Regions from separate parts of the Ovis aries genome. Here region 1 is linked to region 2. The links are chromatin contacts, called in public Hi-C maps. All regions are on one chromosome and are shown on one strand. Each heading gives the region's core, a stretch centred on a gene start, on an enhancer-like site or on the middle of the called end of the contact. The rest is flanking DNA. Distances are from core to core; before and after follow the strand shown. Region 1 overlaps PTPRN (protein tyrosine phosphatase receptor type N). Region 2 holds the start of NHEJ1 (non-homologous end joining factor 1).

Region 1 (4,602 bases), core at 1,418-3,917, 130 kb after region 2:
CTGGTTGCAGCCCTGGGCGTAGAGTTCCTCTGGCGAGGGGATGACAACCCCTCAGCTCTGAATATGCTGCCGTCCACTGTCTCCCTGGGTAAGTCTTACCCCAGCAGGTAAGCACAGGTGCTCTGTGATTGGGTCATAGTCAGACTGTGGGTCCACCTGGACCTCAGACTCTGCTTCTTGGACCACAGCTCAGCAAGGAGCGGGTGGGTTCTCCCTGTCTCGTGGCCCAGTCTAACCTGCCCTTGTCCCTTATCACATTCCTGATTTGAGAGTCACTTGCAGACTCCTGATACTCCCAAAGGACAAGGGCGAGGGAGAACCTTTTGAAGGGTTATTAGAGCATTTCAGAGGAGCTTAGAACTTAGTGGTTCCCCAGTCTGGTACCCCCAGACTTACTGGGGCCAGGAGACTTTGAATGGTTTTCTAGAAGTCCACATGATCCCTTAGCGTATCGGCTGGTAGATCAGGGCTGGGGTTGAACAGAAGTTGTCACGGTGGCTCCCAATCAGTTAATAATAATGACAACAAATAGTACTTAGAATTAACAGAGCCTTTGCTATGTGCTGGGGCTTCCTTGGTAGCTCAGCTGGTAAAGAATCCACCTGCAATGCAGGAGACCTGGAGTCTATCCCTGAGTTGGGAAGATTCCTTGTAGAAGGGAAAGGCTACCCATTCCAGTATTCTGGCCTGGAGAATCCCATGGACTGTATAGTCCAGGGGGTCACAAAGAGTCGGATATGACTGAGCGACTTTCACTTTTACTTTTGCTATGTACCTGGCACTTAAAGTAGATTTTATAGATTTCATGCTATTGACTTTTGTAACAATCCCTTAAGGTATGGGTCATCAATCTCATTTCACAGGTAAGAAAACAGATGGAGGTCAAGGAACTTGATCAGAGTTATTTTCTAAGACTTCAAAATTTATTTTGCCTTCCCTCTGATGGACCTTCACCAAAACAGTATTTATTAAGCAGCAACTAATTTGTTCTGGGTGTCTAAGCCAATTGAGTTTACATAATTCCAGCCTGAAGCAAAGAAACATAACCTTTTCGCTTACCTGTGCAGTCTTAAAATAGGTCCATGCACTCATTTTATAAAGATTTTTAAATATGGAAAACAAAAAATACCCCTGATACCCCTGATGGCACCTTCAAGAAGCCGGTACCTCAGGTTGCATGGACCCCAGTTAGAAACCATTGTCCTGAGGGTCAGAAACTACCCCCAGGTTCCCACCCCAGTTCTGTTCCTCTGCTTTCTGCCCAGCACCTAGAGACCTCAGACTGGCCTGGCAAGGGGCAGAGAAGCAGAAGGAAGCTGCAGTGTGGGTGAGGTCCCTGCCATGGCAGCAGACTTCTCAGCCACCAATCTGTGGAGGGAAGGCAGGGGACTCTGGAGGCCTGGACATGGTTTTAGCATCTGAAGAGGGCAAGTCCCCCTGTTGGTTTCCTGTCCCAGCCCCCACCTGGTTCCATGAGTCCCCAAGAGTCCAGAGATCCCCCCCACTCCCTTTGATAGCATTTGTCCCTTCCCTGAATCTCCCCAGCCCCAGCTCTCCCAGCGCCCTTCAGGGTGGTCCCTGGGCCACACGTCCTCATGTCCCATCCATGCAGCGGCCACACCTGCCAGTGATCACTTTTGTGACTATGCAACTGGAGTGAGAATACTAGCTGCAGATCACAAAAATGACGCTGGCAGCCGTGAGAGAGAGAGAAGAGGGAGGAGACAGAGAGGGGAGACAGACAGCAACGGAGAGACAGAGACATGTAGAGAAAGAGAGAGAGGAGCGGGGAGAGAGACAAAGAGAGGCAGAGTAAATAGGCAGAGATGGGAGGGAGGTGGAGGAAACAGCTGAGAGACCGAACAGGGAGGGGTGCAGAGGGGGGAACTGTCGATGGAGTGGGGGAGTGAGAACCATGGGAGAGAGCTGAGGGGGAGAGGGAGGGTGGAGGCGAGAAAAGTGGGAAGGAAGGGAGGGAAAGAGGGAAAGAAATAAAAATAGAGGCAAAGAGACACAGAGGGTAAAGAAGAGGGAAGGCAAGGGTTAGTGAGAGAAAGCAAGGGGACAGCAGACATAGAGACTGGGCACCAGGAAACAGGACAGGAGGAAATAGACAGCAAGGACCAAGGAGGAAGAGAGGAGAGAGGGAGGCGGCTACAAACAAGATGAGCCTTTCAGGGTATAGGGGGGCGGAGGGAGAAGAAGGTTATGGAGGAAGAGTGGGAGATAGAAAAAGAGGCCAAGAGAGAGGGAAGAGGCAGCCAGACAGCAGAGAGAGCAAGCAGTCAGGAGCTGGACCACAGCAGTGGACGGATGGGCACAGCGAGACAGGGCGTCAGTCCTGGTTTGGGGGGTGGTGTCCAGAAGGGGATGCCGGGAGGTCAGAGTCAGTCCTGGTTTGGGGGTGTCTAGAAGGGGGCACCAGCGGACCAGAAGCTGAGGCTCCAGGTCGGGCGAGAGGGCCTGCCTCTCCTGACCAGGGGCCCCAGGAGGAGCTGATGGGCTGCGGGGAGGCTCCAGAGCCCGGCTCCCGGCCCCCTTGCTCCTGGGCTGCTCTCTCCCGGGCTTCTGGGAGCCTTCTTCGGGCCGCCCCACCGCCCAGGGGTGCCCGCTTACCTGCGGAAGTCCAGGAGGGGCCGGGTGGAGGCCGGGGTGCCCTCTGCCGGCCAGCTGAGGAAGTGGAACTGCGTGAGCGTGCGCGTCTCCTGGGTCTGCACGTTCTTCAGGTAGAAGCTCCGCACTAGGAAATCCTCGCACCAGATGTGCTCCGACACCAGGTTCACCTGCGAGAGTGGGGGCGCAGGCCTGAGCGCGGCAGGGCCTCTCCAAATCCTCCCGGCCTCCCAGGACAGTCAAGAAGCTCACTCAACTGTCCCCAGGAACCCTAGCCATCTGTGTCACTTATGGATTGCTCAGGACAACTGGCGGCTTCTCCATCTAGACACAGCGGGAGCCTAGCTCCCCGACTAGGGATCGAACCCGTGCCCCCTGCAGTGGCAGCTCGGATTCTTAACCATTGGGCCCTCCGGGAAGTCCTGTGTGTTTCCTGGAATCAGTTTCTCCTTCCTCTTTTTGCGCAAAGACTAGCACAGTGTCTGTGCTACACACACACCATAAACTTTGATAAAATTTTGTATTTTCATTTGATTTTTTCTTTAACCCCAAGCGGGACCAATTTTTAAAGCTTAAAAAGAAAAAGTATTGTATGCTCATCTAATGCTGAAAATTTGTTATCCAGAGCTCATTTAGAGATAAGAAGCTTCTATTGTGCAAATAACATCTGTTTTAAGGGGGAGAGGGGGTCACTTCCCATTGGTCAGGAATGTTTCTCCTTCCTCTACTTTGTCTCTGCCCAGACCCCCCAGTGTTTTTCTATTTTTTCATAAGCAACATGTGTGATTGGCAGCATTTTTTTCTTTGCTTTGGCCTCCAGGAAACTCAGATCTAAACTAGACTCAATAAAAGTAGGATTAAGTCTTGGTCTTCGAGTATACTTATCTTCCCTGTCTCAAAACTGTACTCCTGGCTCTTAGCTTCTTACCTTAGTTTCAGTGGCTTTATAGTTTTATATCTGTACCTTTCATCACAGGTCCCTACAAGTGCTTTTCAGCCCTAGACTGGACACACACATACACACATGTATATGCATATATGTATGTATGCGAATGCTTTCCTGGTGGCTCAGACAATAAAGAATCCACCTGCAACTCAGGAGACCTGGATTCAATTCTTGGGTTAGGAAGATTTCCCTGGAGAAGCGCATGGCAACCCACTCCACTATTCTTGCCTGGAGAATCCCCAGGACAGAGGAGCCTGGCAGGCTACAGTCCATGGGGTCTCAAAGAGTTGGACATGACTGAGTGAGTAAGAACACCACGGCACAGCATGTGTGAATATGTATGACACATGGATGCTTATATACACACACAGTTGCACATGCATGAACTGTGCACCGCCCACTGTCCCCACCCCCAGTGTCTCCTGGCCATGGGGTTTGCTGACCTCATATACGTGGTAGAGGGAGGAGCCCTCGTCCGGCCAGTAGCGATCACACTGCTTGACACCATCCTCCACCAGCGGGGTCAGCATGACGATGACAGTGCAGCCACTCTCCCACACCATCTAGGGACAGATGATGTCTAGCACCCAGGTAAGCTCCACTCTAACCTCCCTGGGACCTGGTTGGCCCTGGCTGCCCACAAGGGACCCCAGTCCCTGGAGACACCCTCCCTCCAAAAGCCCACCTGCCAGAAGTCTGCAATGGTATGCGACAGCGGGCCCTGTGTGGCTATGTAGGCTGGCATCCGAGGGTCGTGCTCAATCTGTGGGCAGGGAAAATACATCATGAACCAGAATAGGAAATGCCATTATGGAGAGGTCTGGTCAAAGGGAGCAGGCCAGGGTCTGGGGGACCCTCAGAATTCCCATTTCCATGCCGGATATCAGGCCCACAATTCCAGGGCCTTGTGGAGGAGGAAATGGAGTCTATGGGGGCAGGATGAAAATGGGGAGGAGATAGGAGCCACTCACAATGGGGCTGGCATTGATGTAATCGCTCCGAGAAGGGCTGCTCTCCACCTTCAGCTTGATGCGAGCATGGTC
Region 2 (5,085 bases), core at 2,115-4,614:
AACCAGCAAGGCATAGCCCTGCCTGGTGATATACACCTTGGCCAGGAGGGAGTTCTCAGCAAGCTGTAGCCATGCCCATGGCTGCATCAGCAGGCCTTGCTCCAGTTCCTCCATCTGCAGCAGAGTCTTAATTTAGCAAAGTGCCTCCAGGGTCCTGCAGGTCTGACACCAAACAGTTCTGTATCAAATATGCTTCGTGAAAATCCTACGAAAACAAAAGGAATGGATTTACTTTCTTCCCCCTCTCCTCCACCCTCCTGGTATGTAATAAGCTGAGCATCACTAAAATTCTATCTAGAATTTTGACGGTTTTTTCCTCATATTAAATTCCTAGAGGATGTAAAATATCTCCTTCTTCAATGGCATTTAAGCCTCAATAAACGGGTACTAGAATTTCTGCTTTCCAATGGTAAAACTGTGGAAACCTACACCATTTTAACCCACAGGAAAAATGATCAAACTGCCTGTAAAGTAGCCATAGTTACTGAACATCTGTTAGGTTGAGGCTACACATTTAGTTATTGAAGTGGAAAGGTTGGCTTCCAGGATGTTCAGCAGGGCATGATATCATTGATGGCAGTGATAAAGATCGCATCTTTATCACATTCCTAATAAATGTCAGTGCTATCCTTTCCCAGAATTCCTAAAAGAGAAGAAATTGTTCTTTTTTATAAAACATCGTAAGTGTCATAAGCAGGAAACTCGAATTATTTGATCATTATCTAAAAACAAAACTCTGGAAGCTCTCAGAATTTTAAATATGTGTGTGTGTGTGTGTGTGTGTGTGTTTAGTTGCTCAGTCGTGTCTGACTCTTCGACCCTATGGACTGACTATAGCCTGCCAGGCTCCTCTGTCAGTGGGGATTCTCCAAGCAAGAATACTAGAGGTGTGTATATTCACTAAACATATATCTATATATTACATAAATTACTATATGCATATATATACACTTATATGTCCTCTAAATACATTTTTCCCTAAATATAGATACATTCTCAGGGATTCTTAATCTAGAGTCAATGCATGTAAGTTCTCTGGAATTATACGTGAACTTTGTGCATACATGCATATACCCATTTGGAGGGAAGAGGTCCACAGTTATGGTCAAATAAAGAGCTAATAACTCCATGTCCAGAAGCAAAGAGAAAAGCCCCAACTCCATTTCAAAAAGACCCTGAATGACTAAGAAGTCAATATAAGATACAGAACATAGCAAAAGTAGAGACCATGAAATAACTCCACTTCCCTCATCGCCTACCTCCCTACCCAAGGCACTGCCATCAATATCATGCCCTGCTGAACATCCTGGAAGCCAGCCTTTCCGCTTCAATAACTAAATGTGTAGCCTCAACCTAACAGATGTTCAGTAACTGTGGCTACTTTACAGGCAGTTTGATCATTTTTCCTGTGGGTTAAAAAAAAAGTGATATAATGAAAGTCTATAAATACAAACTGAAGTTGGGGGAGGCAGATCTTTAAGAATATAAAGAAAACAATGAAAATCCTTGGATTTCATTAATATGGTTAACATGGCTCCATTCTTCCAGTCATTTTCATCTCAATCTAAGCCATTATTCTTCCAACCATAACCTAGTGCAGCCTTGTAACATAATTTGTACAGTCACTAGGCAGGTGAAATAGAAATGCATATATTGTGACTTTTATCTGCAGCCTCAAAACCTTCTGTCTGGAGGATGGTATTTCAGTCACAGTTCCCCTGCTATTCCTACTCAGAGGGGAAGATCTGGGAATGATGAAGCCAGTCCTCACCAGACCAGAGTCCCACTTTGCCCAAGATCACAAACCTCAAGTATGTCACAAACAGCAAGTCACCAAGCCCTTCTCTCCTTTCTAGACACACCCCAGTGTGCATTCTCAGTCATCAAAATTGGGCTGATTATCTGAGCCTGTCAGTCATCAAAATTGGGCTGATTATCTGAGCCTGTCACTTTAGAAAGCCTGGATGCTCAAGACCCTCACACTGTATGGTGTTTTGTGGGTGGGGGAGGAGTTTAAAATGCAGCTGGGGGGGTCAAAAAGCCCCCCAAAAAGGTTTGAGAAATTCAGCACCACACCTAGAGTAAGCTGCTCTCACCACACACGTCCAGTTCTGAGATCTATATCTCAGCTTTTTCTTATTTCCTTCCAGGATGACTTCACATTAACCAGATTCACCCGTTTATTTTTCTTTTCTTTTCTTCTAATAATTTTTTATTGAAGTATAGCTGATTTACAATATTATATTAGCTTCAAGTGTGGTGGTGGTGGTTTAGTTGCTAAGTCGTGTCCAACTCTTGCGACCCCAGGGTCTGTAGCCTGCCAGGCTCCTCTGTCCACGGGATTCTCCAGGCAAGAATACTGGAGTGGGTTGCTATTTCCTTCTCCAGGGGATCCTCCCGACCCAGGAGTCGAACCCGGGTCTCCAGCATTGCAGGTAGATTCTTTACCTACTGAGCTATGCTGCTGCTGCTAAGTCGCTTCAGTCCTGCCCGACTCTGTGCGACCCCATAGACGGCAGCCCACCAGGCTCCCCCGTCCCTGGGATTCTCCAGGCAAGAACACTGGAGTGGGTTGCCATTTCCTTCTCAAAAGTGAAAGTGAAGTCGCTCAGTCGTGTCACTGAGCTTTGAGGGAAGTCAAATGTACACCTGTTACAATTACTGAATGAAGGGAGGGGAAGTGTGGAGGGCCAACAGCGGAGTGCCAACAGCGGAGTGGGGTTGCCTAAAGCGAGTCGGGATGAGCCCTCTAGGCGCAGTTCCTCCGCCATCCTGCAGAGGACAGCAGAACGCCAAAGACTGTCCGGGCTAGACTCTGCCCCGCCTCATCCCTCTGGGAGAGGGCGGACCCTCCCTCCCTTTACCACAGCCCCACCCCAGGAGCCCCGCCTGGTGGCAGCCAGTTTCCATTCGCCCTCGCGAGAAAGGCCTTCCAGTCCGTGTTTCTATTTTTACAGAGCCGGCTGCTTGAGGCGCGGCTCCGGACTCCCCAAGCGGCAACAAGGCCAAAAACCGGCTGCTTCATCGCAGCAAGTTGCCGGCTGGGAGTACCTCCACAAACCCCGCCCCGCGGCCGGGAGGCGAGCTGCGCACGCGCGGCCCCTGCCACCACCACCCCCGCCCATCCCCGGAGGCCTGGCCCAGAACCTTGGCCGCGCGCGGGTCCCTCCTGGCAGGACACTTGGGGGGAGGAGGCGCTATTGCCAGGACCAGCCCGCAGGGCCCGAGATGTCTTTCGCTGCCTAGCCCTGGCCCTGGCCCGGATTACAGCTCGACCCCACCTACCGTGAGCGGCCGAGAGAGCTCTCACCCTCCCCGCGGCAGGCTGGCCCGCCCGCGCCAACGAAAAGGCCTAGAGTAGAAGCATTTCCCACCCCCACTACAGGGAGGTGGGGTCTTGGGACACTGGGGCGGAGCCCAGGCCTGATGTGGGCGGGGCATCTGGGCCCCGGGAGCTGATAACTGGAGTGCTCGGAGCCGGAGGGCTACCGGGGCCCTGGTAGGTGGGTAGAAGGAAAAAGGCGCACTTTAGAGTTGCCCTGCGTCCCTGGAGGCTCAGATAGTAAAGAATTCGCCTGCAATGCGGGATACCAGGGTTGGGAAGATGCATCCCCTGGAGGAGGGCATGGCAACCGACTCCTGTATCCTTGCCTGGAGAATCCCCATGGACAGAGGAGCCTGGCTGGATACAATCCATAGAGTCGCAAAGAATCGGACACGACTAAGCAACTAAGCTCAGCACAGCAGAGTTGCCCTGGCAGAGTAGAAAGAATGCCAGACGAAATGCAGGAAGAAGGACCACGAATTTGAATTTGTTGAAAAACCGAAAGTCAAATTTCCCTACCCTACGTGTCTTTTTTGTTGTTTTATTTTTAAATAAAATGAGGGGATTGAACGTCACTAGATATTCTCTCTTGGGTCCCACCAGCACTCTGGTTGTTTAAGAGATGAGTCTCCCAGGCATACCTCCCCTGGTCTGACCTTGTCTTGTACCTTCCTGCCTGCTTTCTCCCTCCATCCACCACCATACGTATGCTCCATCACCAATCCAACTCATCTTGTACCTTGTGTAACTTACAGTTTTGCTCCATCTGGACACCCAAGTCTGAAAAATTCTCATCCATGTTCCACAACCCAAAGTCCTCTTGTTAAGGCCAGCCCCAGTGCTGCTTCTATGTAAAGTCTTTCCCACTATCCCCAATCAGAATTCATTGTTTCTTACTCTTTGCTCCCATAGCATTCTTTTAATCTTTATTGAAGACTGACTTCCACTTTGGATTTTAGTTAGTAATTACATGTTTTTTATTGTTGTTGTTTTTTTGATGTACCACAAAGCTTACTGGATCTTAGTAGTTCCCCAACCAGGGATGGAATCCACACCCTTTGCACTGGAAGCTTGGACTTCCAGGGAAGTCCAGTAATTACATGTCTTTTTAAATCATAAGTATTTGAGAGGGGAGGGACCCTGTCTTATCCATATCTATATTTCCAGGACCTTACACATAGGAGATAATAAATATCAGTTAAGTGAATGCTAGGGTTCGAGTATAGATCATTCACAGGCAAAATATCACTCATTCATTCACAGCCCCTGCTCTGGAACAGGCCTAACTAAGAAAGGAAAAGGCAAACACACCTATTGGGAAGTGAGATTTTTGGGGGGCCCATGTGAGATACACACACACATCCTCTCCCCGGGAAAAAGTGGAGCCTGTGATCTGGTTCTTCAGCAAGCTGGGAGTTAGGACTAAACTAACTAGAGTAGGAGTCCTGGTAATTACTGGGACTGTCCTCTGCTAGGCTGAGGGCACTGGTCCCCAAAGTCAGGCAGCAAGTCAGCTGTCTCTCTGGGCTCAGCGGGCCCTCTTTCCTCATTCCCAGAGTCTTGGGGCAGCGGGCAGAGGCAACGGAGGGGTTGGGGAATGCAGGGACACAGGTTTTGGATGGAGAAAGGAAGCTCGTACTCTTTATCTGCCTTCTCCCTGGACTTCTGAGGCATCCGAGCCTTTCGGGCAGTAAAAGGAGGTGGCAGCCCTTGCCCTAGGCCTCTCTCAAGCCGTGTGCCTGCAAAAGACAGAGTGGTCA

The links. Hi-C and Micro-C count contacts between places; a contact is called where the count stands out from the background.
Region 1: a contact with region 2 is called in a Hi-C map of liver, with 6 times the contacts expected there. The contact joins the enhancer-like site here to the promoter of NHEJ1 in region 2. A contact is called at or near these places in 13 of 16 Hi-C or Micro-C datasets (blood, hypothalamus, liver and 7 more).

What each region holds. Positions count from the first base shown.
Region 1 is chr2:221,239,299-221,243,900 of ARS-UI_Ramb_v3.0, forward strand. PTPRN (protein tyrosine phosphatase receptor type N) reads right to left here. Exons shown (of 23, transcript XM_042244271.1): 16 at 4,531-4,602; 17 at 4,245-4,322; 18 at 4,003-4,122; 19 at 2,617-2,783. Among named protein-coding and RNA genes, the nearest start is that of DNAJB2, 14 kb to the left of the region's middle. Within about 2 kb of position 2,668, at least 22 of the 54 cell types and tissues checked have an H3K27ac peak or open chromatin away from gene starts, as enhancers often do. A contact at or near this core is called in hypothalamus and liver, where this site is marked.
Region 2 is chr2:221,111,157-221,116,241 of ARS-UI_Ramb_v3.0, forward strand. It overlaps NHEJ1 (non-homologous end joining factor 1), which reads right to left and starts at 3,365. Exons shown (of 8, transcript XM_012146435.4): 1 at 3,286-3,365; 2 at 1-205. The coding sequence starts at 114. SLC23A3 (solute carrier family 23 member 3) reads right to left here. Exons shown (of 12, transcript XM_042244257.2): 12 at 4,230-5,064. The coding sequence ends at 4,778.